Linked DNA regions of Mus musculus: regions 1, 2, 3, 4, 5 and 7 are each linked to region 6. The links are chromatin contacts, called in public ChIA-PET, HiChIP or PLAC-seq and promoter capture Hi-C maps. All regions are on one chromosome and are shown on one strand. Each heading gives the region's core, a stretch centred on a gene start, on an enhancer-like site or on the middle of the called end of the contact. The rest is flanking DNA. Distances are from core to core; before and after follow the strand shown.

Evidence for each region. Promoter capture Hi-C pulls out the DNA fragments that hold promoters and counts their contacts. ChIA-PET counts read pairs in DNA pulled down with a chosen protein or histone mark. HiChIP or PLAC-seq counts read pairs in DNA pulled down with a chosen protein or histone mark.
Region 1: a contact with region 6 is called in a FOXA1 HiChIP or PLAC-seq map of pancreatic cancer cells. The contact joins the promoter of Zfp763 here to the promoter of Zfp414 in region 6. A contact is called at or near these places in 9 of 39 promoter capture datasets (the 3T3-L1 cell line, 3T3-L1-derived adipocytes, cranial neural crest and 4 more), 4 of 115 datasets of contacts at active chromatin or transcription factors (the NIH/3T3 cell line, acute myeloid leukemia, astrocytes and 1 more) and 1 of 9 other capture datasets (embryonic stem cells).
Region 2: a contact with region 6 is called in a FOXA1 HiChIP or PLAC-seq map of pancreatic cancer cells. The contact joins the promoter of Notch4 here to the promoter of Zfp414 in region 6. A contact is called at or near these places in 1 of 39 promoter capture datasets (cranial neural crest) and 2 of 115 datasets of contacts at active chromatin or transcription factors (bone marrow-derived macrophages and pancreatic cancer cells).
Region 3: a promoter capture Hi-C map of hippocampal neurons shows a contact between it and region 6, with 5 times the contacts expected there. The contact joins the promoter of Cyp4f13 here to the promoter of Zfp414 in region 6. A contact is called at or near these places in 3 of 39 promoter capture datasets (the 3T3-L1 cell line, hippocampal neurons and liver).
Region 4: a contact with region 6 is called in an RNA polymerase II ChIA-PET map of memory CD8 T cells, with 9 read pairs. The contact joins the promoter of Psmb8 here to the promoter of Zfp414 in region 6. A contact is called at or near these places in 1 of 115 datasets of contacts at active chromatin or transcription factors (memory CD8 T cells) and 2 of 9 other capture datasets (liver and pancreatic islet).
Region 5: a promoter capture Hi-C map of the C10 cell line shows a contact between it and region 6, with 3 times the contacts expected there. The contact joins the promoter of Zfp952 here to the promoter of Zfp414 in region 6. A contact is called at or near these places in 1 of 39 promoter capture datasets (the C10 cell line), 1 of 15 datasets of contacts at CTCF or cohesin (the NIH/3T3 cell line) and 1 of 115 datasets of contacts at active chromatin or transcription factors (large pre-B cells).
Region 7: a contact with region 6 is called in an HNF4G HiChIP or PLAC-seq map of pancreatic cancer cells. The contact joins the promoter of Cyp4f14 here to the promoter of Zfp414 in region 6.

Annotation. Positions count from the first base shown.
Region 1 is chr17:33,031,634-33,035,103 of GRCm38.p6, forward strand. It overlaps Zfp763 (zinc finger protein 763), which reads right to left and starts at 1,748. Exons shown (of 4, transcript NM_028543.3): 1 at 1,649-1,748. The coding sequence starts at 1,669.
Region 2 is chr17:34,562,914-34,566,154 of GRCm38.p6, forward strand. It overlaps Notch4 (notch 4), which reads left to right and starts at 1,382. Exons shown (of 30, transcript NM_010929.2): 1 at 1,382-1,596; 2 at 2,388-2,469; 3 at 2,560-2,855. The coding sequence starts at 1,533.
Region 3 is chr17:32,945,679-32,948,890 of GRCm38.p6, forward strand. Cyp4f13 (cytochrome P450, family 4, subfamily f, polypeptide 13) reads right to left here and starts at 1,683. Exons shown (of 13, transcript NM_130882.1): 1 at 1,635-1,683; 2 at 1,127-1,325. The coding sequence starts at 1,324.
Region 4 is chr17:34,196,702-34,200,208 of GRCm38.p6, forward strand. It overlaps Psmb8 (proteasome (prosome, macropain) subunit, beta type 8 (large multifunctional peptidase 7)), which reads left to right and starts at 1,494. Exons shown (of 6, transcript NM_010724.2): 1 at 1,494-1,844; 2 at 2,532-2,679; 3 at 2,870-2,981; 4 at 3,440-3,507. The coding sequence starts at 1,698. It overlaps Tap1 (transporter 1, ATP-binding cassette, sub-family B (MDR/TAP)), which reads left to right. Exons shown (of 11, transcript NM_013683.2): 11 at 1-524. The coding sequence ends at 73.
Region 5 is chr17:32,991,594-32,995,038 of GRCm38.p6, forward strand. Zfp952 (zinc finger protein 952) reads left to right here and starts at 1,546. Exons shown (of 4, transcript NM_001045559.1): 1 at 1,546-1,665. The coding sequence starts at 1,645.
Region 6 is chr17:33,627,386-33,630,900 of GRCm38.p6, forward strand. It overlaps Zfp414 (zinc finger protein 414), which reads left to right and starts at 1,707. Exons shown (of 6, transcript NM_026712.3): 1 at 1,707-1,831; 2 at 2,412-2,694; 3 at 2,982-3,089; 4 at 3,191-3,296. The coding sequence starts at 1,829.
Region 7 is chr17:32,915,688-32,919,171 of GRCm38.p6, forward strand. Cyp4f14 (cytochrome P450, family 4, subfamily f, polypeptide 14) reads right to left here and starts at 1,655. Exons shown (of 13, transcript NM_001204335.1): 1 at 1,458-1,655; 2 at 1,001-1,202. The coding sequence starts at 1,198.

The DNA.
Region 1 (3,470 bases), core at 498-2,997, 600 kb before region 6:
TTGTGTGCAGGCTCTAGAGGCCAGAGAAGAATGTCAGGAGTTGGATTTACAAGTGTTTGTGAGCTGCCCAACCTGGCTCTGGGAACAGAATCCAGGTTCCCTTGCAAAAGTGGTAAGCATTCTTGACAATTGAGTCATCCGACTCTTGAGATCCTACACTTTCATTTTACTTTGGTATTATTTTCTCTTTGAATTCTATTAGAAAATCAAAAATGCTCTTTTCTAAATACTGTGTCCCAAGACTTTAAAAAAATTCATTGTACAAGTAATTTAAATTTATTTTCAAATAATAGTATAACTATAACCATGTTTCATAACAATGTTACCCTCTCCAAGGTCCTTCTCATTTTAGTATGTAACTGCTCATTATTTTACCTATAATTAGCTAAAATTGTTATTTTACTTATAATTAGCTAAAATTACCTAGTACCTGCTAACGTTCCCATCAATTTGAGCATGAATACAATACAGAGAGAATTTTAAAAAGTAGTCATTTTCTTTGTATTATTTAATACTTTTTATGCATAGCAGGATATAAAATCAATATACAGTAAGCAATGTCATTTCTCTACTCCAATAAAGACTAGAGTGGAAGGGAAAATCAGAAACAAAATACCATTCATGGTAACGGGAAAAGAATTAGAAATAAAGCCCAGTAAAAGGGTAAAAAGACTTCAGCGATGACAACTTCAAATAGTAAAGAAATAGAATACTCAAGTCCACGAAGTGGCAGAAATAATACTGTTCAAATGAATATTCTACTGAAAATACCAACTCCCCCACACCCCTAAAAGAATGTCATCTGGTAAATACTGATCAAATACTCTTAGTCACAATTTCTTCTATTTGGAGAACCGGCCTCCAGCACACAAGCAAACGATGTAGATTGGCAAGCACCTGATCTACTTTACAGGGCTCACAAAAACGAAGTCTAGGAAAGCTTTTTAAAAACCCGAATTTTGGCTTCAGAAATGGTCAGGGGGAAAAAACCCATCATTGTACTTCTCTACTTTCTCTAAGATTGAAAAATTTGGCCTACTCACAGACGGCACAATTAAATACTCTTTAATCTCATCTTTAAAGGGCAGCGCGCGCGCGCACACACACACACACACACACACACACACACACACACACACACACACACACACACAGAGAGAGAGAGAGAGAGAGAGAGAGAGAGAGAGAGAGAGAGAGAGAGAGAGAGAGAGATTAATAAGTTCTCCCGGCCTAGTGTTCAACTGCAGTACTGTGAAGAATATAATTTACAAAGGCGATGAGAGAAAAGAATCGAAAGCAGCAGAGATATGCCTATAAGGCATACGAGCAACTGCTCACACCACCCAAGTCCCCTTACACCACAGTCTGGACTCCGCGTCACCAACCTGCAGTGCTGCAGTGTCTGCGGAGGCGCAGGTTCCAGGTGAGGACTAACCCCATGAAGATAGGGGCCTGGAACGAAGTAGCTTCCCTAGGACAGAACAGAGCGGGCTCCGGTGCCCGGTCGCCTGCTCTGCGCACAATTCCAGTGTCCCGCTCCAAGGCACACTAGGCTGCACAGCACCAAGGGAACGGCAGGCAACAGCGCCACAGACTGCAGTGTCACAAAGCTTTCACTTACGACTCCAGGAGCCCAAGGCATACTCACCATTTCCTCTTTCATATGCATCCAGGTGTTCTTCCTAATAGGCCTAAATACAGGAGATATAGTCCAGCCCCAACACCACCACAGACCTTCTCAACAACACAGGACTCAAACATGGCGGCAAGGGCGGGACCTTCCGAATGTACCGGTTCGTCATTGGACAGTTCATGAATAGCAGTAACAGCATCCCTGATTGAGGAAAGATAGTGACAGCCTTGAGCTTAAATGCCTTAATTAATAACATTCCTCTTTCCCAGTGCAGTTAGAATAGCGGATTCTTTTGTACGCCAGTTTTTTTGTTTGTTTGTTTGTTTGTTTTCCTTTTGTTTTTTAAGTGGACTAAGCCGGTTCCGACCTGTTTTATAACTTTGCCTTTAAGGGGAACAGGCTACTTTATGCACTTTGTTCTTGTGAACTCTGGGGCCCTCTACTGCTTTGATTACAGTGTCCAAGTTTGCCCTGCACATTTTTGATTCAAGTTCTTAATGGGAAGACCCACAGAATCAAAGATCTGTCCAGAGACAGGAACCAGGAGATCCTACTATGCAAACTCATGACTTTGGAATGAGGTAAAAGTGTTGTAAAGCTCTCTCACACGTTATGTTTCAATTTATTGATTTTGTTTGCTTGTTTTTATTGTTGTTTTGAGGCAGAATCTCTGCTATGTAGCTGTGGCTGTCTAAGTACTCACCATATACACCAGGCTTGTCGCGGATTTACAGTAATCCAACTGCCTTTGCTTCCAGAATGCTGGAATTTAAAGGTGTGGGCCACTATGCACTGCTACTCAACCAATCCATTTTTTTAATCAATAAAATTAGAGCAACAACCAATGAATACAATTATTGAATTACAGAAACACGAAGTTACATAGCAGTAATATTCAACATAGAATTCAAGACATATATAGAGTAACTCTTCAATTCAGACAAAAAATTTCCTTGGCTCAAAATCCAGAGGGATGTCTACATCTACAAATATACACATACATCACAACCGTCAACATCACAGTGACAAACAGCCCTTCTGTAGTGCTGAGGTAGAGACAACTAGGAAGTCTGGGAACTCACAGAGGATGCCTTCTATTGCTTCCTGTGGTGGTGGTGGTGGTGGTGGCAACCTCTTTCAACACCTTCATTTAGGTGCTTCTCAGCCATTCGGTATTCCTCAGGTGAGAATTCTTTGTTTAGCTCTGTACCTCAATTTTTAATAGAGTTATTTGATTTTCTGGAGTCCAACTTCTTGAGCTCTTTACATATATTGGACATTAGCCCCCTATCAGATTTAGGATTGGTAAAGATCTTTTCCCATTCTGTTGGTTACCTTTTTGTCTTATTGACAGTGTCTTTTGCCTTACAGAAGCTTTGCAATTTTATGAGGTCCCCTTCCCCCCACCAGACTCAGAAAATCTGGAGGGGAACTAGAAACCAAGAGAGAAATACCCATCCAACAAAGAAATCCAACAAAAGAAATCCAACAAAAGAAATCCAACAAAAGAAATCCAACAAAAGAAATCCAACAAAGAAATCCAGAAGTCAGCACCTGGATCTGTAATTCATCCAAAATCAGATGCCTACACTTAATCATAAAAACACCACCAATAACAGTGAGGCTACAACATGTCTCCACTAAAGTCCAACTATCCTAACCACAGCAGGCCCTGAATATTCAATCCGACATAGCTGAAGCACAATGAAAAGACCATAAAACTGACTGTATGAAGATGATAGATGTTCTTGGGATGAAAATAAATAAATTCTCTAAAGATGGCCAAGAAAACACACACAAATCGTGGAAATAAATAAATTTAACTGTTCAAGACCTG
Region 2 (3,241 bases), core at 132-2,631, 940 kb after region 6:
CCTCCACCCTGGGCCGTACCTAGAGCTTGCAGAGCTCCAAGAATGGCTGACTCCAAAGCTGTGCTGGGTCCTCAGGGAGAGTGAGCCCTGGGCATTATAGCACACACTGTAATCCCAGCACTTAGGAGACTGGGGCAGGATGCTCGTGAGTTTGAGGCTAGCCTCCACTACCTGGTGAGTTCCAGGCCAGCCTGGGCTACAGAATGAGACCTTGTCCAAAGTTGAGGTTTTTTTGTTTTTTTTGTGTTTTTGTTTTTTATTTGGTTGGTTGGTTGGGTTTGTTTGTTTGCTTGCTTGCTTTTAATAAAGATAAAAGGAGGTAGCATGAACTTTTGGGGGTAATGAATTCCCTTTATGGTTGTCTTTTTTTATAGATGACTTAAATTTTATGTCTTGACTAACATCTTGACTGTACCCCAGCATCCTTTGTGGAGGAGAGAGGTAGAGGTGGATGAAATAGAGTGTCCCTTTGTTATTGGTAATGACAATATTTTACATTCCTCTCTGAAGGAAGGCCAAGCCTCCAGACTCGTGGTAAAGTATCAGTGTAGAACACGGGAAGCCTGGGTTCCGTCTCCACTCGGAGGAGGGCCCAGCGTCCTGTCCACTCCCCAGGAAAAAGCCAGGCATGGAGTCATGTGCCTGTAACCTCAGCACCCAGGTGGCAGCTGCAGAAGGATCCCACAGGTTCCAGGCCAGCCAGGACGATTCGCACAGCCAGGATGTTGCGCACAGTGAGATCTTGTCTCAAAATACCTTTTTAAAAAACTAACACCCCGGGCTGGTGAGATGGCTCAGTGGGTAAGAGCACCCGACTGCTCTTCCGAAGGTCAAGCCACCACATGGTGGCTCACAACCATCCGTAACAAGATCTGATTCTCTCTTCTGGAGTGTCTGAGGACAGCTACAGTGTACTTACATATAATAAATAAATAAATAAATAAATAAATCTTTAAAAAAAAAAAAAAAAACTAACACCCCCAGAAAGAGCCAAGGAAAGGTCTAAAGATCCCCTGGGTTTGCCAAAGTGACCGGTTTCAGTTCAAGACACGTTGCTGCTCCTTTGAAAAGAGGGTGTGTCACACCAGAAACTGAGAATCCTCCCCTTGTCCCAACACCTCTGTCTAAGACCTGCCCTTCCTGGGTCACAGTAGCATTCCCTTGCCACTCCCAGTCCTGTGAAAAGGAAGCCGTATTGACCATTAAAATGACAGGAACTCCCCCATTTGGCTGACCCCCCACCCTGGGCCCTAAGAGCAAACCAGCTCCCCTCCCGGCCAGCCACGCCCCTCTCTTACTCTCCCTTGTCTTCCTTCACACACACACCAACCTCTCGCTCCCCCCACCCCCCATCAGTAGGGTGTCCAGGACATTGTGTGACTCAGGAAACAGCTCAGACTGAGGCGTGCAGCAGGCTCAGGAGGAAGAAGGGCGGTAGAGGCAGAGGAGGTGGCCTTGCCTGGCCACAAGGGCTCTGAGGGTCCCTGCCTGAAGAGGGAGAGGAGATCCGGGCCAGGGGCAGGCGCTCTGGAATGCAGCCCCAGTTGCTGCTGCTGCTGCTCTTGCCACTCAATTTCCCTGTCATCCTGACCAGAGGTGAGGGGGTGGGGGCATATCTCTCTTGGGGAGATGCTTGGTGAGGTCAGGGAAGAAAGCCAAGTCCCAGGCTCTGAAAGGACACTGGAGGGAGGAGATTCTGTCCCCTCTAATGGGGACAACCTGCAGGGAGGGCTGACTGACTCCGGGGCTACAGGAGACCCAGGTTTGTGCCTGGTGCTAGGGGTGGTGCCTGCTGTTGGGTGGGAAGGAGGGTGTCCATGCCCAGGGAGAAGCCAGCTGGTTCTGAAGTAAGAGGAACAGACAGACAAACAGGAGAAAAAATGGACTGCCTGATATGGGGAAGAGAGGAGTGAGAAGCAAGAGATGGAGACAGAGAAGAGCCCACCGGCTCCCTTTCTGTCCAGATGTCCCCAACCCCAGTGGCTCATTGCTGGCCTTTCCTGAAGGAAATCCCTTAGGTGTCTCAGCCATTCACATCCCAGGAGCGCTCTTGGCTCCCTCCTAAGCCCTGTTGCCCTGCTTCCGGGGGATGGAGCTGGGCTGAACTTGGGAGACTGGAGAATAAACAGGAAAGGGGTGGGAAGAATAACAAGCTATGAATGGAAGGCCTGGGACAAGGCTGGGACAAGGGGACCCTGTGGAGACTGGGACTGGGGTGTGAAGGAGAGAGAGAGAATGATAGAGCACCATGCACCTGGGTAACATGGGGTGGGGGAGTGCTGAGCTGCTGGTCAGTGGCCTGTAAGGAGGACCTGGTGGAGGAAGGGCAAGCCATCTGGAGACCCTTGGACCCTGGGCTCCATCTCATCTTCCAGTCTCTTCTCCAGAGCTTCTGTGTGGAGGATCCCCAGAGCCCTGTGCCAACGGAGGCACCTGCCTGAGGCTATCTCGGGGACAAGGGATCTGCCAGTGAGTGTGCATCATAGGAGCGGGACCTGGGGAGACAGGACGGGGAGGAGGAGGGGGAATCACTGGCCTGAAATGTCCCTCTACCCCTAGGTGTGCCCCTGGATTTCTGGGTGAGACTTGCCAGTTTCCTGACCCCTGCAGGGATACCCAACTCTGCAAGAATGGTGGCAGCTGCCAAGCCCTGCTCCCCACACCCCCAAGCTCCCGTAGTCCTACTTCTCCACTGACCCCTCACTTCTCCTGCACCTGCCCCTCTGGCTTCACCGGTGATCGATGCCAAACCCATCTGGAAGAGCTCTGTCCACCTTCTTTCTGTTCCAACGGGGGTCACTGCTATGTTCAGGCCTCAGGCCGCCCACAGTGCTCCTGCGAGCCTGGGTGGACAGGTAAGTACAATCAGGAGGAGCCTGTAAGTCATTCTTGTTGCTGTGACTCAACTCCCCACAATGGCAGTAGCTGCCTGAAGGAAGGAAGGCTTTATCCAGGCTCAAGGTCTGAGGGTTCAGCATCCTGGTAGGGAAGTCCTGGTAGAGGTGACAGCCTAATATTGAACAGAAACCCAAAGCTGCCAGATCATACAAGATTTACAGTCAAGAGCAGAGAGAACGGCAACACCCTTGCTTGCTTGGTCTCATCTAGCGTTCTCCTGCCATGCATAGTTTGAGACCCTCACCTAGGGAATGATGCCACGCATAGGGAATGGTGCTGCCCACAGTGGGCTGAGCCCTTCTGCATCAATTATCAGTCTAGAGGATCCCAAAGACAAGCCCAC
Region 3 (3,212 bases), core at 433-2,932, 680 kb before region 6:
TGGAACTTCCAGTCCTTTGAGCATCCAACCGGGCTTGCTGAGGCATCCAGTCTCATAGCCTGGGTAACTACTGTGCTCTCTCCAGGGCACAGATAGCCACTGTTGAACTATTCAGGCCCTGTTGATTGTAAGCCACTCTAACAAATTGTGTGTGTGTGTGTGTCGCACATGTGTGCACATATTATTGGTTTGTTCTACAGAGCTCTACCTGATCAGGAAGGTTGGCAGGAAGCAGCAGGACTGTGATGTAGAGAGGAAAGGGGTCCTGAGAGGACTTGGAATGACAAACGTGAATACAGATTTTGGGAGGAAAAGGGGCTATGGGAGAAAGCAGCGTTTGAATCGATGGTATTGGAGGTGAAACCCTTTTAGGTGACACTGAAATGTTAAGTGTGACTCTGGCAGTAGGGAACCAGTGCAGCATGGAGCAAGGGGCACTAGGAATGAGGCCAGTGGAAGTGTAACCACAACTGGAGAGGCCAGAAGGGTCCCTGGTGAAAAAGAACAGTCAGACTGGGATGCAGCCCAGCGGCCAAGAGCTTGCTTCAACTCAGTACCATAAACAAAACCAAAAAGCTCAACTACTGCTCAAATTGGAAAATAGAGTCCACTGATGGTTCTTGAGAGTGAAGAGCAAGATAAGAAAGCATCAGGCCCCGAGGAGTTTAAGGGAAGAGATACTACTCACATCTCTCTCTGCCCATCGGGTACAGACACTAGCCCAAGGACAAGGATGGACTAGGCAGGGGCCAGATCTTGGCATGATGCACTGAAGCCTCAAACTCTTCGGTGGAAACTGAGTGGACTGGGGCTGTCCCTGCTCTGTGCTGCCCATCCTGGGAGCAGTTTTGCATTAACGAGGGGAAGAGACCTCAGATCATGAGTTTTGATCATAATGTGACCTAAAGCAGGCTGGGAGCAAGGAAGGGAGGAAAGGAGAAAGGCTCGGATCCTGGAGAGGCAAGGCAAGAGTGGACTGGCTGCTGGGGCGGAGAGGTCTCCCTATGTCTCCCCTCACTTCTCTACTGTCCTGTGTTCCAAACCTCTCCTGACCCAAGTGCCACAGTATCTTTCCAAACACGTTGGAAACACATCTACCCAGAGACCTACCTACTGCCACACTCACCAAGGCCAAGTGACCCCAGAACCAGCTCGGTTTAGGGGGCTGAGGGAAGCAACGAAGGCGACTGCAGTTGTCATAGAAGGCATAGATCCAGGCCAGAATTCGGGCTAGAATCCAAGATGCCCCTCCCAGCAGCAGTAGATGCCACGGAGAGGCAGTCAGGGACCCCATTCCCAGCCAGGACAGACATAGCTGTAGCATCCTGCAGGGCAAATAGGCAGAAGGTGAAATTCTGAGGCTCCGGAGAAGGGTGGGGACAGGCCCGTTTACTAGATAGGAATATAGCTAGCGATATAGACTGGGAGGACTTGGGGGCAGCGCAGGAAGAAGAATGAACATTGAGAGAGAAGAGGAAGAACACAACAGGCAGGACTGTTAGCATTCTAGAGGGCCTCAGCCTGAAGAATAAACTACGGGCGCAATTTCCAGGAGACCAAAAGTCTCCAAGGTCAGCTCCCTACAGCCATTCCAGCTGTGGGCAGAGCTCTCCCTGTTCTGAGCCAGAACTCGCCTTGTTGCCTTCCACCCCGGCACCTTCTCTCACGAGCAGCGAATCTTCCACAACTTCCTGTCTTCTCTGAAAACATTTTGTCCCGGAAGCTGTATGGGAAGTTCAGCTGGGCTGAACCAACCAATCCCTCCAACCCTCAGCCCAACCTCCAAGCCTGGGCAGGCAGCCAAGGCCAGTGGGGGCGGGTCCAACCTTAAAGGGATGGAACTAGACTGAGAGTCATAGGCTTAGGTGGGGCATCCTCAGCGTTTAACCTTTCTGCCTGAACCAGAGACAAAGGAGTTACAAAGGAGATTCCAAGTTTAGGAGTGCACCTGCCCTCCAAGGGCTAAGGGGTGGCAGATAAATCTCTCTAGCTCCTCTGCATAGTTGTCTGGGTAACAGCATGCAGAACTGTGAGGCTCTGAAATGCATTTCCTCTCCTCTCCCCACGCCCAACAGCTGCACAGCCTGGCAGAGATCGATTTCTTCCTTCTTGAACCCTAGGTTCTAGGTGGACCAATAATTGCAACCCTGCTGGAACCCACTGGGTCAGAGAGTGTAGGTTAAGCTCATGTGAGGCTGAAGCTCAGAGATCTGAGGGAACAGCTAAAAGGGGCCGTGAGCAGAGGGGACACAGGCTGAAGGTCAGATCTGGGCGTGGGCTGATGTCATAGATATGCGTTAAATATTGGGGGTCAGGAAACTTCTATTTTATTTTATTTTGCTGGTCATGTTTTGTTCTATCCTAGGTGGCTGGACTATCCAGCCTCTGTCTCCTGACCCTCCAGCAGTGCCAGGCATGGGTTTCCTCTCATGGTGTGGATCTGAAGTTGGACCAGTAATAAATTGGCAACTTCCCCGAGTTCCTTCTGTGCCACCTAGCCCAACACATCTTGCAGGTAAGACAAATTGTGGACTGAGGGTTTTGTGGCTGGCTTGGTATCCTAAGCAATGAACTGGAAGCCTTGCCCGGTTATTGAAAATGGGCTGGTTCAGGCTAGGAGTTTTATGCTAGGAGTTTTCAGTAGGGTTGGCCTCCTGGAAGTTTCCATTGTACTAGGTTTCTACCTCACCCCCAAAGTGCCTCCCATTCTAGTCATTTCTCCTCACCCCAAAAATGCCCTACCCCCATCTCCCAGTTCTCCCAGTATTTTCTCCCACCCCCACCTATTCCTTCCTGTTCTATCTGTCCCAGTCCACCCTTGGAATCTATTTTATTTCTCCTTCCCAGAGAGACCCATCTGTACCACTTTGAGCCATCTTTAGCATCTCTGGGTGTGGACTGTAGCGCAGTTATCCTTTGCAGCTAATATCCTCTTAGAAGTGAGTATGTACCATGTTGGCCTTTCTGGGAAAGAGATATCTCGACCGAGAAAGTGTTTCCATCAGGATACCTGTAGGGAAGTCCATAGAGCATTTTCTTGATTAATGGCTGATGTGGAAGGGCCCAGCCCACTGTGCCTGGTGCCATCCCTGGGCAGGTGAGTCCTCAAGTGTACATGAAAGCAGACTGAGGAAGCTAGTGAGCAGCACGCCTCCGTGGCCTCTCTTCAGTTCCTGCCTTGAGCTCCTGTCCTGACTTTCCTCAGTGATGGA
Region 4 (3,507 bases), core at 244-2,743, 570 kb after region 6:
CCACCTGCAGCTCATGAAGAGAGGAGGGTGCTACCGGGCCATGGTAGAGGCTCTTGCGGCTCCTGCAGACTGACAAGGCCTCTGGACTGCACACTGCGTGCTGTCCCCCTCCTGTCCTCTACTCTGTGTGACAGAGAACCTGGGAGCAAAGATATTACCACACCCACGGAGACAGTTGAGGAGCGGAGGTGCTTGTTACATGAGAAAATGTAAACTCTAGGAGATACCCGGAATTTACCACGAATGTGTTTCCCCGACCCGCTCCCTATTAGACGGGGTTTCAGGTACCTCACACCAACACTGAGCTGCTAAATCTCCGGTCTCCACCCTCCCGGTGCTGAGCTTGTATCACAGCATGCACACACAAACCTGGTTTATGTGGCGTTGTGATAGAATGAGAAGAAACGCCCAAAGTGTACAGAGAGAAAGGACAAGCAGCTTGCAATTAACCAAAGGCATAGGCTGGCATTTGGGTGTTCTATGGGTGTTTGATATTTGTAATAAAACTGGTGTTTTGTACTGTGGCTTCTCCCGTTTCTTAGCTCCCGCAAAGTCCTAGCTGAGTTAGTCAGCCCCCCCCCCCCCCCCAGGACAGTGTCCCGTTCTTCTTCAGAATTCTGTTTTACTTCTGGGTCCATCAGCTTTTATTTCCTGGGGCTCTCATTTCTCTTTACTGCTCACCCACGGACTCCTAGTGCTGAGCTGGACCGGGCGGCAGCCCCTCCCTCTCCGCACCCCAAGGCAGCAGCAACTGCATCTTGGAGTCCTTCTCTTCCTCGCTGAGGCTGGAGGAAGCGCGGTAGCGCCGCGGGTGGGGACCCCAGAAAATCAGACTGGATAACCTCGCCCGCCCGTTCAGATTCTTTCATCTTCTCCTCAGCGGCACACGCCGGGATAATCTCAATGAAATGGATAGGATTAGCCAGTAAATCTCTTCCATTCAGGGAGGGCCCGGTGTGTGACGTCAGCAGTTCCTGGGCAGATAATGTCCATAAAGGTTGCAAAGAAGAGGTGGGGTTGAGGATTCAAGGAAGGAGCGCGCAGCCCTGACTTGCGCGACGTGAGCAGCCCCGGGCAAGGGCGCGTCCTCGTGGGTGGCTCAGGGTAGTGAGACTGTTGAACCAAGAGGGGCCCTAGGAGGGACACATGAAAAGGCCCGACTGAGTCCTCTCCTTGGTTCGTCTTTCTCCGTTTTTTCCTGGTTGTCCCAGGACCTAAAGACCCCTGTGCATCCATTTATCGCATTTTCCAGTTTCTATAAAATGATGCTCATTTATTTGAGTGCTGCCCCCATCCCCAGGACGCACGCCTAGGTGGATCTGCTCAATACTCCTCTCAGGTTCCAACGTTCTAGACAACCTCTTTAGGAGATAGGACCCTATTCAGTCCTCCGCTGTTCCCAGAAGATGCCCCCCCCCGTCCCCCGCCTGTGGGTCTTCACGCACCCCACTGCTAGGCGGCCTCCGAAGGCGCACCTCTTCTTCCACCCCACAGCCCATTCTCTAGCTGGTTTCACTGATGTGGCAGCAGGAAAACTCGTCCCCAACACATTGTTTTAGTTCAGACACCCATTAACTGGGCTCTACTCGGAAAGGGCAGGGGATGGGGGTGGGGGACTGGTTCCCTCCCCTTGGTACTGTGGCTTTCGCTTTCACTTCCTTGTCGCAGAGTCGACGGATCTTCGGGGCCAAGTGGTCATGGCGTTACTGGATCTGTGCGGTGCCGCTCGGGGGCAGCGGCCCGAGTGGGCTGCCCTGGATGCGGGAAGCGGGGGTCGCTCGGACCCGGGACACTACAGTTTCTCCGCGCAAGCTCCGGAGCTCGCACTTCCCCGGGGAATGCAGGTGAGGACTGTAGGGCGTTCTGGAGAGATGCAGGAGGTGGGTGGTGGTGGGTGGCACAGAGGAAGGAGTGTCTGCCTGGGTCTGAGGAGGTGAGGACGCCAGGAGGGGCCGTCCAGGAGAGCAGCATCGAGGCTAGCCCTGAAGAACCAACGTGGAGATTAAGGCATGGGAAGGCGGGAGAAAGGGGTGGGGGAGGGACAGAAGGAGAGAGAGTCACGCACGGAGTTGAGACAGCGAGACTGAGAAGATGGTTGGTGCCAATCCCAAGACACAGTGCACAGACCACCATGCCTTCCACAGACTCACTGCTAACTACTACAGGGGCTGTACAGTTGTCTTGGAAGACCTATGAACTTTGGTGGCCTTACTTGGTCTCAGCAACCCACCCTGTGTGTCCTACGACACATTAGATGGCCTAGGTCTCAAGCCCCTCTACTGTAAAATGAGAGCAAGTTATTAAAATGTGCTTTCGAGAACCAAAGGAGCCACGGATTAGGAAACACCTTGAAGTCGCCTACCATGACCTTTGTTCCCACGTGCTGGAAAGCAGAAAGCTGGTGGGCTTAAATCCTGCTTTTCTTTCTTCGGAGCTACTGACATCTAGAGTCTGCAGACCCCTCCTCACTCTGCCACCCTGCCAGGAGCCTCCTAGCACTGAGGTGCCCCTCTGCCTCTTGCATCTCTTAGCCCACCGCATTCCTGAGGTCCTTTGGTGGTGACCAGGAAAGGAATGTTCAAATTGAGATGGCCCACGGCACAACCACACTCGCCTTCAAGTTCCAGCATGGCGTCATCGTGGCTGTGGACTCCAGGGCCACTGCAGGGAGTTACATTAGTGAGTATGTGTGCTCCATGTGTGCTCCAATGGTCCGACTCGTGGAGCTGTTCCCTCAGTAGAGCAGAAGGCCTGGGCCGAAGTTCAGACAGAGCTGGCATTATAGCACACTGAGGGTGGGGGTGGGATGGGGGGTGAGGGGTGGGTGGGGAGCTGTGGGCTCATTTCTTTGATCTCAAAACTCTTCCAGGCTCCTTAAGGATGAACAAAGTGATCGAGATTAACCCTTACCTGCTTGGCACCATGTCTGGTTGTGCAGCCGACTGCCAGTACTGGGAGAGGCTGTTGGCCAAGGAGTGCAGGTAGGCCGGTTTTATCATCTCATTTGTTCAGCCCCTCCCCCGTCCCCACCATGTCCCAGGTCACTTACACCCCCATCGGGTGATCCATTTTAGCAACCATAAGGGATATATATATATATATATATATATATATATATATATATATATATATATATCTCCTTCATGTGATTAAAAATCTCCCAAATCCTAGCCTGGGTCCCTGCTTATAAACCAGATAATCTGGCAGTCACTTAACCTGCAGGGTGGTATCATTTACTAGGCTTTTAAAATGCGGATCAGAGATTTTAAATTCCCAAACTCTCCTTTACTCTTATGTCCCGTCCCACAAGTCCATACCTTCCAAACACTCATCTCTACAATCCCTGCTCCCTCGTGCTATGGGAGAAAATGAATGCAGGTGTAGCTGCCGCCCCTGAGGCCTCCTTCTCTCTCCTCCTCCTCCTCGATCGATCGTACAGGTTGTATTATCTTCGGAATGGGGAACGCATCTCCGTGTCTGCAGCATCCAAGCTGCTTTCCAACATGA
Region 5 (3,445 bases), core at 296-2,795, 640 kb before region 6:
TTGTCTGAGTCCAGTAGTCTTAAGGACAACTTCTCCATCTTACTGGTTGGGTCAAACTGAGTTCATGTTCCCAGGCCCAGGAACCAACTCTGATTCTGTTGTTTCACATGCTTCTTGCTTGTCTGATAACCAGTAAAGAATATATAAAAAAAAAAAAAAAAAAAGAAGTTGCCTGTTAAGGAAACTAAGGTACACACGCCATAAATCTATACACTGATTGCCTGTCATGACCTAACTGATTACATGCAGCTTGCCCACCCCTTTGCACCCTTATCATTTTGAGTTACAGGCCAAATGTCCAGGATTTCAAGGACATTGAAACTGGGTGGCCCCAGATAAGGCCCAGTCGCCAATGTGCATCACCTTCCTGACTGACTGCTCCCAGTCAGGGGCAGAGCCACAATGGAAACTCCTTTGTTCAACCCATTGTGTCAAAATATGAGTGGACGGGCTGGAGAGATGGCTCAGCGGTTAAGAGCACTGACTGCTCTTCTGAAGATCCTGAGTTCAATTCCCAGCAACCGCATGGTGGCTCACAACCATCCGTAAGGAGATCTGGCGCCCTCTTCTGGAATGTCTGAAGACAGCTACAATGTACTTACATGTAATAAATAAATCTTTAAAAAAAAATATGAGTGGACAATGCTACAGCCCACCCGGCTTCCCCCTGAACTTGTGGTTTCATCCTTTAATATGCTATACTATTTCCCTTCAGGTATGCAGTAGAGATCCCGAGCTGGCTACCTCTCTGTGTACTCAGAGAATAAAACTTTCATTTTAAGCTGCTGTCTTTGAAATCAATTTTCTTGGCTTCTCCCCGAACCTAACAGATCCACTGTGAAGCTCTTGGTCCAAAATCAGTGTTGATCTGGGAGGCTGAGACCATTTTACATTCCTGAATATAGAGGATTTCCTTGGGCAAAGAAACCTTTTTGGCTGACGTCCAAAGGCTGCTTTTCAGACCTGTTGAATCCTTTGTAGAAAACTTCGGGTGTGCAATTCCATTTTTCTCCAGACAATTTATAGTTGAATTCATTGTTGATATGTTTTAATTTTCTTGGCAGAAAACGGGTATATTGAAACACAAGGTTTGCGAAAGCTTTAGCTTAACCTCCCCAAATCTTGAGCTTGCATGTCAGGTCCTCTTTTTTTCCCTATGCCCCCAGATTGACATAGGGACTCTTCCTAAGGAAAAGTCTTGGGTTTTCTCCTTGGGGTACTGACACTAGAGGCTCCACTGTAAAGCTGTAGCATTAGTTCTTTAGGGGATAGGGTGTGTAGTTGGAAAACGCATGCACTAAGAATCCTGCTGAATGTTTCCTTAAATGCCACAAAACTTCAGGTTGCGCCAGGTTTGTTCTAGTGAAGAGCAAGCTAAAAGGGTCATGAGTGACAACTGTGATTTTAGCTGCAGCGGTACTCAGAAAGGCTGATTTCTTTTTAATTAAGCTCGTAGGAGGCAGGGGGAGTTATTCACCAATCAACGGCGCTGTTATTCCCCTGTCCAATAAGAAGCGCAGATAATCGAAGGGTTCCTCACTTGCTACCATCTTGAAGCCGGTGCAGCTGCGGGAAGAGTCGTGTCAACTCTTCTTCGGTTACTGTCACTTCTTCTAATTTCAGGCTCCTTGGAGAGGACACAGTATGCATCAAAAGCAGAGAATGGTGAGTGTGTCACGGGCTCCTGGCTTCGAGGATGGCAGATCTGTGACACTGCCAGGAGACCAGGGTCCAGTTCTGTCCCTTCACTACGAAACGGGTTTCATGCCAGTCCTTTCAGTGTGGGTCCATGCCTCGAACTTACACCTCTGCAGAATTTGCAGCGCTGGTAGATTGGTGATGCTGAACGCAAACTGCGTTTTGAACGACAGAGGGTGTGTGAGCGCTGTTGCGGGTCTTTCTGCCCTTGCACTTTCGTTTGCCCTGCTGTAGTTTTCCTCCGTGATCACGGTGTGTTTTTCTTTCGTTTTCTTTATTTTTTTCAGCTGTTGGGGGTCCCCCCAAAACAAAACACAAGCAGGCACAAGAGTCCAGCAAAGCAAGATCTTTATTTTAATTAAGCAGAAAAACCTGACCGGTCAGGGACAATAGCATAGACCCCGTCCCGGAAGGAAAATTGCACAGCATATTTCGGATGAGACCTCAGAGCAAAGGGGAGTGGAGTGAGTGGGCTGTAGCGTTGTCCAGCCGTATTTTGACATAAGGGGTTGGGCAAGGGAGTCGCCAATGTGATTTTGATGACTCCTGCGGCTTGTCACAGGAAAGGGGTAAAGGAATCATTGGTGATGAAGCCTCCCCTGGGCCACCTGGTTTCAAGGCTTTTTTCTCAGAATCTTGGTGGTCAGGCCTCATCCTGGACATTTGGTGAGTAACTCAAAATGATGAGGGGCAAAGGAGCTGGTTCCTGGGCCTGGGAACACGGACTCAGTTTGTTTCTGTCAGCAGGATAGTGAAGCTGTCCTTGAGATGCGTGGATTCAGACAACTGTCTCCTTACAGTAGGGCCAGTTGAACCCGAGGCTTTATTTATGTTAGGCAAAGGCTCCTTGTTGTGTAGAGGGCATTTTTCTCCATTGGAAATCTATTTCAACCTCGCTTTTGAGCTCTCTTTTGAATAATAATGCTGGTCAAAATAGTTAAAAGTGGAAATATGGAAAAATGGGGGGAAAGCCTGAGGGAAGGGATTCATGTAGCTGTAATTTGGTTTTCCTTGGTGGGTTTCTCCGAACAGAAAGAATTAGGAGAGTTCGTCAATTAGTCTTTAATTGGAATACAGTTCTTGGAAGAAATATTAAATCTTTGGTGTTTTTGCCTTCAACTACTTGTTCTATGTAGATAGTAATCTCTGACCATCAAGAAAGTCGGGGATGATCAGCCTGACACAAAGGCACCATTTATTTTTTTCCTTGAAATGGTTGAAACTGTTTTTGACTTTTCCTGCTGCCTGTGTATCTGCATGTAGAGTTCTCAGCTACCTCTCCAGCACTGTGTCTGCCTGCGTGCCACCATGCTGCCCACTCTAACAATGGACTAAAGCTCTGAAACTTCTTGCACGTGGCAGAGAGACACCGGCTACTTAAGAATGTTGCCGATCACTTCTCTGACTTTTGGGTAAGCCCAAGTTCAGAATGCTGCCTTGGAGGAAGTAATGAGACGGCTTATTCTGAGCTAAAAATGAGTGACATCTGCCCTGAAGCAACCCAAGTTTTTGTGGATAATGTGTCCCATCATTAAAGAGGTTCTACATACTTTTATAGCCAAACAAAGTCCTAAACTGAGATCCTTGACAAATGTCTTCCTGGGAGTTTAGATGGCAAAGCTCTGCAGAGCGAGAAGCTGTGCCTTATCCAGCTTTTATCTCAGATCATCCAGAGATCCGACGAGCAGTGCACGCACGAGATGCTTGCCTTCTATCAAGAGGGGGTGTTAGGTGACATCCAGAGTTT
Region 6 (3,515 bases), core at 457-2,956:
TCAGACAGTAGAGACCGTGCATCCCCAGAGCAAGAATAGTCATATTGTTGAGCTCTGAGTTTGATTTTGAGGTCCTGTCTCATCGAATAAGGAGGAAGAGGCCTGGAGGATTATTCCCCACTGCAACCACCAGCCTCCATATGCACAAGCCACAAAGTGAACATGTACCCACAAATGTGAGTATGCACCTGCAAACAAATACCCCACAAACATGTGTGCATATATACATGCAACCACATACACAAAAATGGAAAAACAAACATTCATCAATGACTACTTCAGAAACCATGGTTTCTCTCTCTTCCACCTCTTGAAAGTCCTACAGGAGCCAGGCGTGGTGGCGCACGCCTTTAATCCCAGCACTCGGGAGGCAGAGGCAGGCAGATTTCTGAGTTCGAGGCCAGCCTGATCTACAGAGTGAGTTCCAGCCAGGGCTACACAGAGAAACCCTGTCTCGAAAAAACAAAACAAAAGAAAGAAAGAAAGAAAGAAAGAAAGAAAGAAAGAAAGAAAGAAAGAAAGGAAGGAAGAAAGGAAGCCCTACAGGACTCACCCAAGTTCTCTTTCTGACCTCCATACCAACATCTTTATTCTGTTTCAATAGTGCAGAGGTCTCGCCCTTGCTTACGAAAGGGGAGCTTGCTCTTTGCCAGCTCAGGACATCTGCGCCAGCTTGCTGTAGTGCTCTGCTTCTGTAGGCATCAAGGCACAGCTCAAGTCACCCCCTTAGACAGGCTTCCCTGACTCCTCATTTCACATCAGTTTTGTTTGTTTTCTTATCTCCTAGGATAGATCCAAGATCATTTTTCTGCTGTTGTTGATTTATTGTCTCTCCATTTTCTTGGTTGACTAGAGACTCCCAAGAGCAGTACTAAGTTCCTGGCACATAGGATGCACTTAAGGAAAGTAGGGTGGGCAGGCGACCTCTCAGTAGTAGTGCACTTGGGATTCATTTTCACACCTCTCGACCTGTGGAATTTGCTTGTTCCTGAAGATCCATTAGTTAGAGTGTTTCTCACATTGGGCTATTACAACAGATTCGTACTTGCTGCACACTGGATGTGCTGAAAATTTTATGGTGCTTGCTAGGAAGATGGGTCTGTGCAGACACAAGGGACCAGGGTTCAAACCCACAATCATGTAAATGAGAAAGAGTTTGGATCTCTAGCCCTCCCTGTGAGGCATAGCAGCTTCCTGTAATCAGGGCCCTTTGGAGGTGGACACAGGAATCTTCTGACAAGTAAGTTAGCTAGCTAGGTGGGAACTGGTGAGCTCCAACTTCAGTGAGAGATGTTGCCTCAGTGAATGAAGTGGAGAGCAATGAAGGAAGACAATGTCTACCTTGGACCTCCGCTCTTACCTGCTCACATCTGTGCATATACATATTCATTTGTACGTGTATGTGTACAGAGCTAAGGATGTGGCTTGCTTTGTAGAGAGTTTGCCTAGCATATATGAAAACTCTGGGTTTGATACTCAGTACCACCTAAAACCTGGTGTATTGGCATCTAAGTTCAAGGTCAACTTCTGTGTAAGGCCAACCTGGGCTATAAAAGTGGGGAGGGGAAGAGCTTTTGTCAGTTTTCTCTGAAATTTAAGACCAATCAAAAGCAGACCTTCTCTGTTTCTGTATAAGAGCTGCAGTGTAGTCTCAGGCCCCTCCTTCTAGAGAAGCGCCCAGAATTAGGCCACACCCCATGTCTCGCGAGATCTGAGAAGCGGGAAAATGGCGCCGATGTGAGCGAGAGACCGTGTCGCCGAGGAAGACGCCCCTGCTGGAGCCAGAGCCTCCGAAGGCACGGGAACCAGAGGTGTAACTGAGTAGAGGATGGTGAGCGCAGCACCCCGCACGCGGACGCGGAAGAGCAGCGGGACTGACAGGGAACGGTCCTGCCGCGCGCCCCCCTCCAGCTGACCCCGCCCCCACATCCGGGTCCCCGCCCGCCTCTGACTGTCACTTAGCTTTCGTCCAGCCCTGAAGGCCGGGCCACACCCACTCTCCTAGAGTTCAGTCCCTAAATTTAACACGTATTGGCTCAGAGCGTCTATCTGCTCAGCTCTAGCTTAGCCAGTATTCCCCATCATCACACGATCCACTGTAGGCCCTCCAGCATTTCCTAGTTGCTCCTCTAGGCCACACCTCCGCCCCTAGTGCCTCTCCTGCCAAAATTGAGGAAGGGATGTTAATGCTGCTTTTTTATGCATAATCCCTGATAACTCCTGCAATTGGAATTAGGAGACAGTAGCTCGGTCTGCCCTTATCTCCCGTATCTTGCTGGTGACTCAGAAAGTGGAATGACTGGGTAATATCTGGTGAGTGTTGAAGGAGTCTGTCTTGTGGACCTTTGTAGTAGAAGGGCATCTGTCTGACCTAGGGATCCCAGCCTGATTTTAGCCACTTCTTGCACCAGGAGGAACCATCCAGGCCCAGCTCGGACACGCTGACCACTGTAGAATCCAGCTCCGGTGAGCCAGACAAGGAGGTGGCATCTCCAGATGGGGCAGCTCCAGCCACTTTTTCCTCCGTGGAGGAGCCCAGCCCTAACCCAACAGCCATGCCACCAGTGTGGGACCATGGAGGACCTCTGCAGCAAGTTGCCTATCCAGCCTCAGACAGTTGCCAGACTGGCTCAACCAACACAGGCGTGGGGACCAATGAGGACCTTCGGTTGCCCAGACGCCGTCCACCGCCAGGTTATCTGTGGACCTTTCTGGGGAGTCACATGCCTTTGATAGGGCTGAGATGGTGCAAGACAAGGAATCACCTTTTATCCCATTGCGGGGGTGGGGGGGTGGGGTGGGGGGTGGTCTTCACCATTTACTGAGCACCTTGTCAATATGTCAGGTGTGGCTCCAGAGATGAACTAAACCAATCCAGCCCTTCCGGGCAGTTTATTCTGACAGTGGCTGGGTGGGGAGTAATCAAGGCTTTTGGGTAGGTCAGTAAGGAAGAGAGTAATGACACCCATTCGTTCCTGCAGGGAAACAAATACCCTGCTCTAGCCCCGGCTGCTGCCTCAGTTTCCCCAGTGTTCGTGATCTAGCACAGCATCTCCGTACCCACTGCCCACCCACACAGTCACTGGAAGGTAAGATGAGGGTTGCTGATAGTGAAGCAGATAGGCAGAGCCCCCCCCCCCAGAGTTAGTCTTAACCACCCCACTCCACATCTGCACTTTATCCCTACCAGGCAAACTCTTCCGATGCTCCGCGCTGAGCTGCACTGAGAGTTTCCCCAGCATGCAGGAGCTGGTAGCCCACGGCAAGCTGCATTACAAGCCCAACCGCTACTTCAAGTGAGAGCCTGACCATCCCCCTCTTTCAATTCCCAGATCTTTAGTGCTTCTTAGTGTGTGTGGAGGAAGGGTGGGTTGAAGTATGAGTGTGGCCTGGGAAACCAGCTCCAACCATGCATGGAAAACAGATGGGAATTAAGTCATTCTGGCTACGGGCTCAGTTTGGAGGTGCAGGGTATACATGCCGTGGTTCCGTCCAGTTCTACCTCATGTCTTATG
Region 7 (3,484 bases), core at 405-2,904, 710 kb before region 6:
CTTCTACAGCCTTTGGAAGTGACACAGTCTCTGTCATAAGTGAACCAGTGTCCTGGTTGTGCAGGAATGACGAGAACCCTTGCATCTGTCAGTTTTGTTTCTTCCAGAGCCATGCCCAAGCCCCAAGCGTCCATTTCAGGCCCCCCAGTGGACAAGTTATATTGTCTACCTATGACTTTTCATGTCCTGACTGGTCCACAAGGTCTCCAGTTCCTCCCCTGAACAAAGGGCCACACACTGGGGACCTTCTACCCTAGTCAGGCTCCAGGGGAACAGAAGTGACCTCTATGTCTCTATTAGAGTGGCAGCTCCTATCCACCAGCACCAGCTGCCCACCAGCCTCAGACAGAGCATCCTGAACCTTTATATACAGTCCACATTGAGCCATTTGCAAGCAAAATACCTAGGGCTAAGCCACCTAAGTGGAAGAGCAGATATAAATCAAAGTCCATAGTATGGAGTAAAGGGTGGGGTAAAGGAAGGTTCATGGGAGGGTGAAGGACAGCTTTTATCCAGGTAGCAAGGCAGGACCCACTGTCTATCTTAGGGAAGGAAAGCATGAGAAGGAGGAAGTGGCCCAGGGAGGGGGCAGTGGGAAGTCAGCTTGCAGCTCTGCTGTAGCCCAGCTGGGCCCCACCTATGTGCAGTGTAGGAGAGAGATCAAAGATCAATACTAGAAAACCACAGGACAGAGATGGGCTCACACAAAGGGAAAGAAACAGTCGCAGTCCTTCTGGAACCTCAAATCCAACAGCAGACTGAGGAAATGCCAGGAGTTCTCACTCTGTATATCCCACCATGAGAATCTCTCTGCATCCTTCAGTGAGAGAAAGATAGAAATACCAGAGCAGCCTATGGTGAGAGTACAGGGGGTGAGAAAGGCTTGGAAAGACACACCAAAGGTCAATATCACCTAACCTTCTCCATCACTCCGAGTCCCATTCCTGGTCCCTCGAAAGTCTGTCCACTTTGACACTCCCACCCATCCTGCCATTCTTACCATGCCCACGTGACCCATAAGCCAGTTCCGTTTGGGGGGCTGAGGGAAGCCATGGAGGTGACGATAGTTCCTATAGGCAGCATAGATCTGGATCAGAATCCGGGCCAGGATCCAGGAGGCCCCAAGCAGTAGCAGGGTCTTCCATGGGAAGGCCACCTCGGGCCCCAGTCCCAACCAGGACAGGCTCAGCTGTGACATCCTGCTGGGTGAATAAATGTGCAGTGAGTAACTGAGGTCCCGGAAAGGGACAATAATCTCAAGACACTGGACAGAGGATAGAGCAGAAAGGAGACTTGAGAACCAAGGAAATGTTGGGTGAAGAGGTACAGGAGTGGAGAAGAAGATGAATAGGGGGAGGAGGGGTATGCTGGTGAGGGGAATAACCAGAGCTAGCAAAGCAAGAAGGAGCAGAGAGATTGATTGGAGTTAATACCTCCCTAAATTATGCAAAACTAACCAGGCTTCAGTTATTCAGAAACTACTATCCCCAAGGCCAGCTGGCTCCCTGTGGCATTCTTGCTTGGTCAGCTGGCCTTCTGCCCTGGCCTGGCCTTGAGTTTTACCCTCCCTGTTCCAGGCTAGGTCCCTAAAATATAACCACCCCCAGCCTGGCACCTCCTCTCAGGAACAGGCATCTACCATACCTTCCCTCTCCTCTGGGACTCTTTTATCCCTTGCTTCTTGATGCTTGGAGGGTGGGCCATTCTATGCCAGCCAATCCCTGCCTAGCCTGGATGCCTCCTCCTTGCCTGGGAAAGTGGCCAAGATGGGGGTAGGATCAGCCTGCCGCAAAGGAGAATTGTCATAGGCTTGCAAAAACACGGACATCTGAATCTTAGGACTATGGTGAGACAAGGTTGGCTCTGGGTTATGTATTCCCAGCATCCCTGCTCCTCCAAGGGCGTGGTACACTAAGTAAAAGGGTGAACTTTGGAATCTACAAGGTTGGTGATCAGGATGTGGCCAACCTGGTTCCCAATCATCTCCTGAGCTCTTGTCGAAATGGGTTGTGAGGATGGCAGGCACCAATTTTCAGTAGAGCATTAGAAGGCTATGGGATTGGAGCCTGCCCACCAGCTGCTCAGCCTGGTGGATTTCAAGTCCAGTCTCCTCAGCAGTACTTTTAGAAGCAGAAACAAAGAATGATCCCCAGTTGGGATTTTCAGGTCCAATATTAAAGATCAAGAATGCAGTGAGATTGGGATGGTTAGAGCTGGAAAGGGCACCAAGTAGGGGAGTCCTGTAGGGTTGAGAGAGACCCTGAAGAGGTGACATCCAGGGGGAGATGAAGCTGTTCCTCTGTGTGTGTGTGTGTGTGTGTGTGTGTGTGTGTGTGTGTGTGTGTGTGTGTGTGTGCGTGCATGTACCCCTATGCCAGTGAAAGCCAGAATAGGAAATCTGCTCCCCTATAGCTGGAGTTACAGGTGGTTGTGAGCCACCTGATATGGATGGGTGAGTGAAACTGATCCTCTTGAAGAGTAGCAAACACTCTAACTGCTTAGTCATCTCTCTAGTTTCTTTCCTTCCTTCCTTCCTTCCTTCCTTCCTTCCTTCCTTCCTTCCTTCCTTCCTTCCTTCTTTCTTAGTCTTTCCCTTTCCTTTCTTTCTGATCTTTTTCAGACAGTTTCTGTGAGCAACCCTGGCTGTTCTGGAACTTGCTCTATAGATCAGGATGGCCTTGATCTCACAGAGATCTACCTGCCTCTGCTTCCCGAATTCTTGAATTAAAGACATGCACCACCACCTTCCTTTTCTTAAATAGAAAATAACGCTTTTCCAAATAGCACTTTAGTTAATATTTATTCTTCTTTATGATCGTTAATTTATGTATTTTGAGTTTGGAGACAGTGTCTAATGCTATGTTGCTAAGGATGACTTAAACTTTGAAAACTCATAATTCCAAGCCTGAGTGCTGGAGTTACAAGTGTGCTACACTATCCTCAGTCTATGTGGAACTGGAGATTAAGCCTAGGGCCCTCTTCTATGCTAGGCAAGCACTGTATAAACTGGGCTACAACCCCATCCTTCTAACTTATCTTTTACAAGAGCTCAGAGGAGAACAAGCACCTCCAGGGACAGTGGACAGGAGTAGGGACTACTTGGGCTGGGGACAGAGCAGAGAGGGGAAGGAATACTCAAAGAAATGCAAGGGAAGGGATGAGAGGGGAAGAGAAGACAGTTCTGTGGAGGAGGAGGAGGAGGAGGAGGAGGAGGAGGAGGAGGAGGAGGAGGAGGAGGAAAGCTAGTCTGGGAAGACATGGAGGAGAAGAGAGACTTATTAAAGTTCAAACCTATCTAAATCATATGGGCATGACCAGTGACTCAGTTGCCTAGAAATAGCCTGGACCACGTGCTCCCTGAAGCTATAATATTCTTAAGAAGTACGTGCCCCATCCTGAGCCCTTTCCTATAGCCCCACCACCAGCAGCTTGGTAACTTCTCCCATGTTCCCCACAGTCTCTTCTCTCTTCTTTAGGGTCTTTG